Regions from separate parts of the Sus scrofa genome. Here region 1 is linked to region 2. A link is a contact called in public Hi-C data. All regions are on one chromosome and are shown on one strand. Each heading gives the region's core, a stretch centred on a gene start, on an enhancer-like site or on the middle of the called end of the contact. The rest is flanking DNA. Distances are from core to core; before and after follow the strand shown.

Region 1 (3,177 bases), core at 138-2,637, 51 kb before region 2:
AGGCAGGTCGATTAGGCGGACAAACAAGAGCAGAACGGAAAGCCTGCTCCGAGGTCAGACCTGGGTGGGATTCCTCAGAGCCCCTGCTCTCGCGCAGCCTCGCTTTTCTCATCCTGAGACCCCGAGGAGCAGCAAACTTCACAGGCCCAGCACGGGGCAGCCCAGGGCAGCGGCCCCGCTCGGCTGCCCCCAGCGCCGGGAGCCCGGGATCTGCGGCCCCGACTGGTCCTGAGCCTCGGGGCACACGTGCTGCTGGCCCGCCCCGGCCCTTCCAGAAGGCCACCCCTGCTCTCCTGGCTGAACAGCATCGAGGAAGTCCGTCCAGGACACCACGAAGGCTCCCCTGCAAAGAAACTATCACCTCTTGCTTCGGAGTCGGGTGAGAGAAGGAACTACTACCTCTGAGGACACAGGCCGTGCCGCCCCGCCCCCGCCCCCGCCCCCGAGTCGCCTCGGCCTCCAGCCTCCCGGCCGCCGTCTCTCAGGGGACGGCGCCCTCTCCCACCGCGTCTCCACGCCCCGAGGGACCACCTGTGACCCCCCAGCACACACGCCGCCCGGCGTCCCTGCCCGGCTCCCGCTGCCCCCTCTCCTGCTGAGCAAGTCCAGCCACGCGGCCCTCCGCTCAGACCAAACGCCACCAACCCTCGGAGGTGAGGCCTGGTCAGCGCTGCCCCACAGATCCACTCCAACCCTTACTTCTCAATTAACTTAGGAAATGAGACATGAATAAACACAGCCACCCTTTCCTGTGCTCAGACCACACGGCCATCACCTTCCGGTCAGATGACCTTCCATCACCTCACAGACGCCTGGGCTGAGGCCCAGGGCGAGGAGGGAGCCCCCCAGGTGACACCCAAGTGAGACACGTGAGGCAGGCCGGGAAGGCCGGACAGGGTGGCTCACGCCCACGTTCCCGGGGCACGGCTCACCCCGGGGTGACTCGCCTGGGTCCCCAGAGCACGGGGCACAGCTCTTTGTGTGTCACAGGCGCACAGTACATTTTTGTTCCCTGAGTGATCCTGGCCCCCCAGCAAGTCGCACACAGGTCCGGGCAGCTCTGCTCCTCCGTAAACTCGGCACCATCAGCCTCACAGGTCGCTGGCTGCCGTCCAGCTACCAAACGCAGCAGAGTTTTCATTTTCTTTGGTAAAAACGCTTAGATAAAGTGCTTTTCAAAAAGAGACTGGTAATTCCATCTCAGAAAGAATTACTTAAGTAAGTGCGAAAATATTCTCTCCTTTCTACTTAAATGACGGTATTGCTGAGCATGATCCTGCCGGTGACGACAGAAAGGGCCAGCGTTCAGCCAAGGGCTCCCGACCTACTGAGAACACGCGAAGATAGTGGCTCCTTTCACGGTGGCCGCAGCTGCCGATTACCAGGCCTGGGCTGCTGGCCCGCAGCCCCTGGGCTCTGGCCAGAGGGCGGTTCTGCCTTGGACGACGCCCCTCTGCTCAGGCCTGCCTCTTTCTGGAGGCTCTGGGCCTCCAGGACGGGAGCGGGGCACAGCTGGATAGAGGCTCTGATGCGTGCGGGGCCGTCCCTGCAGGGCAGGCAGGCAGGTGGGCGCCTCCACGGCTCACGGGCTGATAAGGGTCTCTGCACAGAGACCAGAGAACGTGACCGCGGAGCCAGAGCCCCCTGTTGAGGCCCTAGTCCTTGATGCTGGGGAGCCCAGTTCCCCCTGAAATTTACTAGGTTCGGGAGGCGATGGGCACGGAACCGCCCTGGGAGGCAAGTGTGACCTCACTGCTGGGCGGGGCGGAGGGCTCCCGGGGTTAAAGGCCTCTACTGGGACTGAGACTGGTCCTTCCAAGTGCTGACCGACAGATTTCCCAAGGGCACACCAGCCTCCTCCCAGCCCGGGTCGCAGGTGGCACAGCACCTGACAGAACAGGAGGCCATTCCCCAGGCTTTCGTGTGTGTGGCAAAGCGCTCACCGCACACGACGACCACCCTGTTTCCAAGGGTGCAGTTCCGCGGCACGGAGACCCTGCGCGCTGCCGAACATCCGGGATCCCCGGCATCCACGCACGGAACGCCGTTCATCACCCCACAGGCACCCCGGCCCCGTTCCACACCAGCTCCGCGACCTCCAGCCCCTGGCGCCCACCGCGCCACCTCCTGTCTCTCTGAGCCCCACCGTCCATGCAAGGCCCTCGTGCACGTGGAATCGCGCAGCACGTGTCTTTGTGACTGAGCTCATCTCTCAGCTTCCTCCGCCCTGGAGCGCGTCAGCATTTCCCTGCCCCGCAGGCGGAGCGATACCCTGCTGAAGGCGAGGACCACGTGCGGCGCACGCCTTCCTCCCTCCATCGACACTGGGCTGCTCTCACCTCTCGCGGACCGTGAGTAAGGCCACTGTGAACACAGGCATGAAAGTATCTGTTTGAGAAGCTGCTTTCAGCTACTGTGGACATAGGAACCTGGAAGTGAAACTGTCAGACCATATGGTGATTCTATTTTAATTGTTTGAGGGGAAAATCATTGTTTTTAGGAATATGACTGTGGGGGAGTTCCCACTGTGGCTCAGTGGGAAAGAACCCCATCCGTAACCATGAGGATGTGAGTTCAATCCTGGGCCCCCCTCCATGGGTTAAGGACCCGGTGCTGCCATGAGCTGTGGTGTGCGTCACAGATACTGCTCAGATACAGCGTTGTTGTGGCTGTGGTGTAGACCGGCAGCTGCAGCTCTGATTCAACCCCTAGCCTGGGAATTTCCACATGCCATGTGTGCGGTCCTTAAAAAAAAAAAAAAAAAGGCCAAAAAAAATTACTGTTGATCAGCATAGACTTGGGTGGTTAAATAAAAACAGCTATCGGCTCCGTCCTGACAAGGACAGCTTTCGGTGGGGACGAGGGCGCCCTCCGGATGTTCAGCCTTTAGGAGCAAATGTTCCCCAACATGACTCAGGGGAGTCACATACAATGCGTGTTCTAAGAAGTCGCACCGGTTCACTCTGGAGGGCTGAGACATGACACAGAAAGCCAGGTGAGTGAATACGCAAGATCTGAATACTCGGTCCCGTGTAAATACCTGAAGAACATGCATTTAAATCTGAGACGGAAAGGTCCTGGGGAAAAACTTTATAAAAAAAGAATGTTAACAAAAACATGTCCGTATTACAGCGACATTAAAAACAATGCTGGGAGTTCCCGCCGTGGCGCAGCGGA
Region 2 (3,130 bases), core at 474-2,973:
TTTGATCTAAGGCAGTGGCAGAAATTTAGCCATACATTGCATGGTACAATGCTACCAGTTAACACTCAACCTAAGGGCATTCAATGACAAAAGGTGGTGTGGCTGTGGAAACAGTTACGAGTAACTTTCGTTGCAGATGTATTTGAAAACTACGTCTTTACAAGAGACAGTACCTTCTGCATTCTGTCCCCAATTAACATCATTCTAAAATAACTCTTGACCTCCAGAGTATTCTAAACAGCTAAGAGACTTCAAGTGGTAAAGCGGAAAAAAATCACCCTACTAGGGGTTTTAGTTGTGGCTCCAACTACAATTTAGCTGTGTCACCTTGGGGTGCCCAGGGCCTCAGGATCTTCAACTGCAAAACAAAAAGATTGGACTAAATTGTCCTTAAGGACCCTTCTATCTCTAAAATTCCATGAATCTATGATATTTCAGTCTCCTCTCATTCCAAAGATAAGCAACAGATAACAGCAAGTTAGCCTAGATTTTTTTTTTTCCCTTTAAAAAAAGTATCCAACTTAGGATGCTTTCCTGGATTGAAGTTTTATATGGGAAAACAAACCACAAATGAAAATGATGTGGAGAAAATGGGAAGAAAAGAAGAAAAATCACACACTGACGTAGCTAAAATAGAAACTTCAATCACCCTTGGGCCATTCTGTCAATAGTTATTCAAAGACTGCTACTCCAATCACTGGCTTCCTAAAACAGAGCTATTTATAGAGTTGTTTCCTTCCCATCCCCAGAGATTCAATCCGAATAAAAAGCACAGCGTCTAAAATCAATTTACAACTTCAGAACAAGTTGCAAAGAGCGAAGGAAACTCTGCGCAGCTCCCCCAAGTCATTTGCATTTAAGTATGATGAGGGCTAAGAAACGGTTCTTATTATAAGATGTGAGACAAGCACAGGAGGCAGGTGACATCTGGAAAAGGAAGCAGAACTGCCAAAAAGGGATGTAGGCTGAGGACCTTCGGGCAACAGGTCCAGAGCCGATACTGCAGCCTACCCGGGGCGGGGCGGGGGTGTCGGTCGCTGCGGCCCCGCTTGCTGCCCTCCTTAGCCCCAACCGCATCGCCTCGCCCCCGCTTCGGCCCTGGAGAGGCAGCCCCCGCTCCCTCCGCCCCACGCCCCTGCGGCAGAACCTCCCTAATCACTCGCTTCCCCGGGCCTCTCGCCCCGGCAGGCCCTCCGATTCCTCGGCGCTGAGGCCGGACCGGGCCTGCAGCCTCCTCCTTCCTCGCCGCCCCCGTCGCAGCGGCTCCGCAGCCCAGTCCCCGCAGCCGGGTCCCTGCCTCGGGCCCGCTCACCTGCACCTGTTTGCGGAAGTGGTGCGGCCCCGGCATTGCCGGCGGCCAGGAGCAGCAACAGCAGCAGCAGCGACGCCGGTGGCCCCGGCATCTCGCCCACAGCGCGGCTCGGGGGCCGGCTCTCGGGTCGTCTTCTGTCCGTCCGTCGGTCGGTCGGTCCTGCCTCCCTCCGTCGCCTCAGCGGCACCCGCGCCGGCTGCTCCAGAGCACACGTCGCTTCAGCCCAACCTCAGCCCGGCCCCTGGTCCGCACCCACCGCTCAGACCACAGACACACCATCCTTCCCGCCCGCCCGTCTGCGCCGCCACCGCCACCGCCTCTTAACAGCAGCAACGGCAGCCGCTCTGCGGAGCCGCGGGCCCGGGCAGCCGCGCTCCCACCGCCATGATGGGCTGCGTCATGTGACGTAGGGCGGGGGCGGGACGGCGTGAATGACAGCCCATCCCTCTAATCAGCAGTTCCACACAGACCACGGAGGCCCCGCCCATCGCCCTGGCGGAGGGAGGGCGGCCGCCCGGTGCGCCCCCTGCAGACCCAGGAGTGCGTGGGAAGCAGGTGATGCCGACAATTATTTTAAATATTTAAAAAAAGAGAAGTATAAAGAAGATAATAAAAAGCATCCAGAATCCATTCTGATTTTTTTCTAAGTACTTTAAAACATGTAAAAATAGGCCTGTTTTATCTTCTGCCTTTTCTACCTGCAAGAGGCGTTTTAGACTTTCCTCCTTAGGTTGACCTACACATCCTATCACCCATCAAGGAGCTTCGGGATTTTTTTTTTTTTCCAACCCAACGAGAACAGAGTACCACTCCCCTAGCACCCACTAAATTCAGCTCCTGAACTCAGGTTGTTTCCCTGTCCTCTCCCGGTAACCTAGCACACCCTTTCCGCCGTCAAGACTCACCTGAAGGATGACGTCATCTAAGACAGCCTTTCCCAGCCCCAGGAGAAATGACTATCACCTCCTAGTGCCCCGCCCTGGCCCTGGGCAGACTGCTAGCCCACCTGCCATATTTTTTTGTTCCTGAGATTGTAAATTTCCTGAGGACAGGAACTGTGCCCGGAGGCAGCTGGGCAAGTACCCCGGGACTGGTGGAGGCCCTGGCCCCACTAGGCATCCTCTAAAGGGATGGTGCCTGGTCCTGGTCTCAGCGTCAGGAAGGAGCAGTTCCTAGGTGCCTGCCTCTCCCCACCAATACACAAGGCGCAGCCAACAGGTGAGGAGAGACCATCCTTCCTCAGCAAGGGTAGAGAAAGTACTTTCCCAGGAGAAGTAACATAGTGATCAGAGGTCTGGAAGTTGGGAAAATGCGGGGCTCTTCTGAAGAATGCACTCATAGTCCAGTTTTGTGCATGAGAAGGACTGATGTGAATTTTATCAGATGGAGCTCTACCAACTGGCAGCCTCAAAGCCTCCCCAGTTCTCCAGACTCCTCAACCGTCCATCCTAAATGCCAGCTCTCTGTGGTGCTAACCCCCTGCACAGACACACAGACTATGCCCAGAGAGTATCTGCTGAATGATTAAGGCAAGCCAATAAACACCTAAGAAAACAGATAGCTGGAATGTGGAAGTGCCGGGTTAGCCTCTATGGCTGTCTGCTGATGTCTACCTGGGAAAGGAAAGCGAGGCAAAGGTCTAGAAAAGAGACACAGTCACCCTGTTGTGCTTCTCCTTGGATCAGGAAGCTCTGGACTTTGAGTTTGAGGAAGCCAGGGAGGGCTCAGGCTGTGTGCTGGGAGGAGTCACAGTATTTGTTTGCAGTACTGCAGGTCCAACCAAAGCCCTGCCTCATAATCCTTGTGGCTGTTAATCAT

The links. Hi-C and Micro-C count contacts between places; a contact is called where the count stands out from the background.
Region 1: a Hi-C map of skeletal muscle shows a contact between it and region 2, with 2.1 times the contacts expected there. The contact joins the enhancer-like site here to the promoter of LMTK2 in region 2. A contact is called at or near these places in 2 of 5 promoter capture datasets (fetal skeletal muscle and liver), 12 of 47 Hi-C or Micro-C datasets (alveolar macrophages, blood, embryonic fibroblasts and 5 more) and 1 of 2 datasets of contacts at active chromatin or transcription factors (skeletal muscle).

The regions. Positions count from the first base shown.
Region 1 is chr3:5,371,536-5,374,712 of Sscrofa11.1, reverse strand. All of the region lies in intron 6 of LMTK2 (serine/threonine-protein kinase LMTK2), which reads right to left. Among named protein-coding and RNA genes, the nearest start is that of BHLHA15, 37 kb to the left of the region's middle. Within about 2 kb of position 1,387, at least 25 of the 83 cell types and tissues checked have an H3K27ac peak or open chromatin away from gene starts, as enhancers often do. A contact at or near this core is called in liver, omental adipose tissue and skeletal muscle, where this site is marked.
Region 2 is chr3:5,320,831-5,323,960 of Sscrofa11.1, reverse strand. It overlaps LMTK2 (serine/threonine-protein kinase LMTK2), which reads right to left and starts at 1,723. Exons shown (of 14, transcript XM_021086090.1): 1 at 1,319-1,723. The coding sequence starts at 1,403.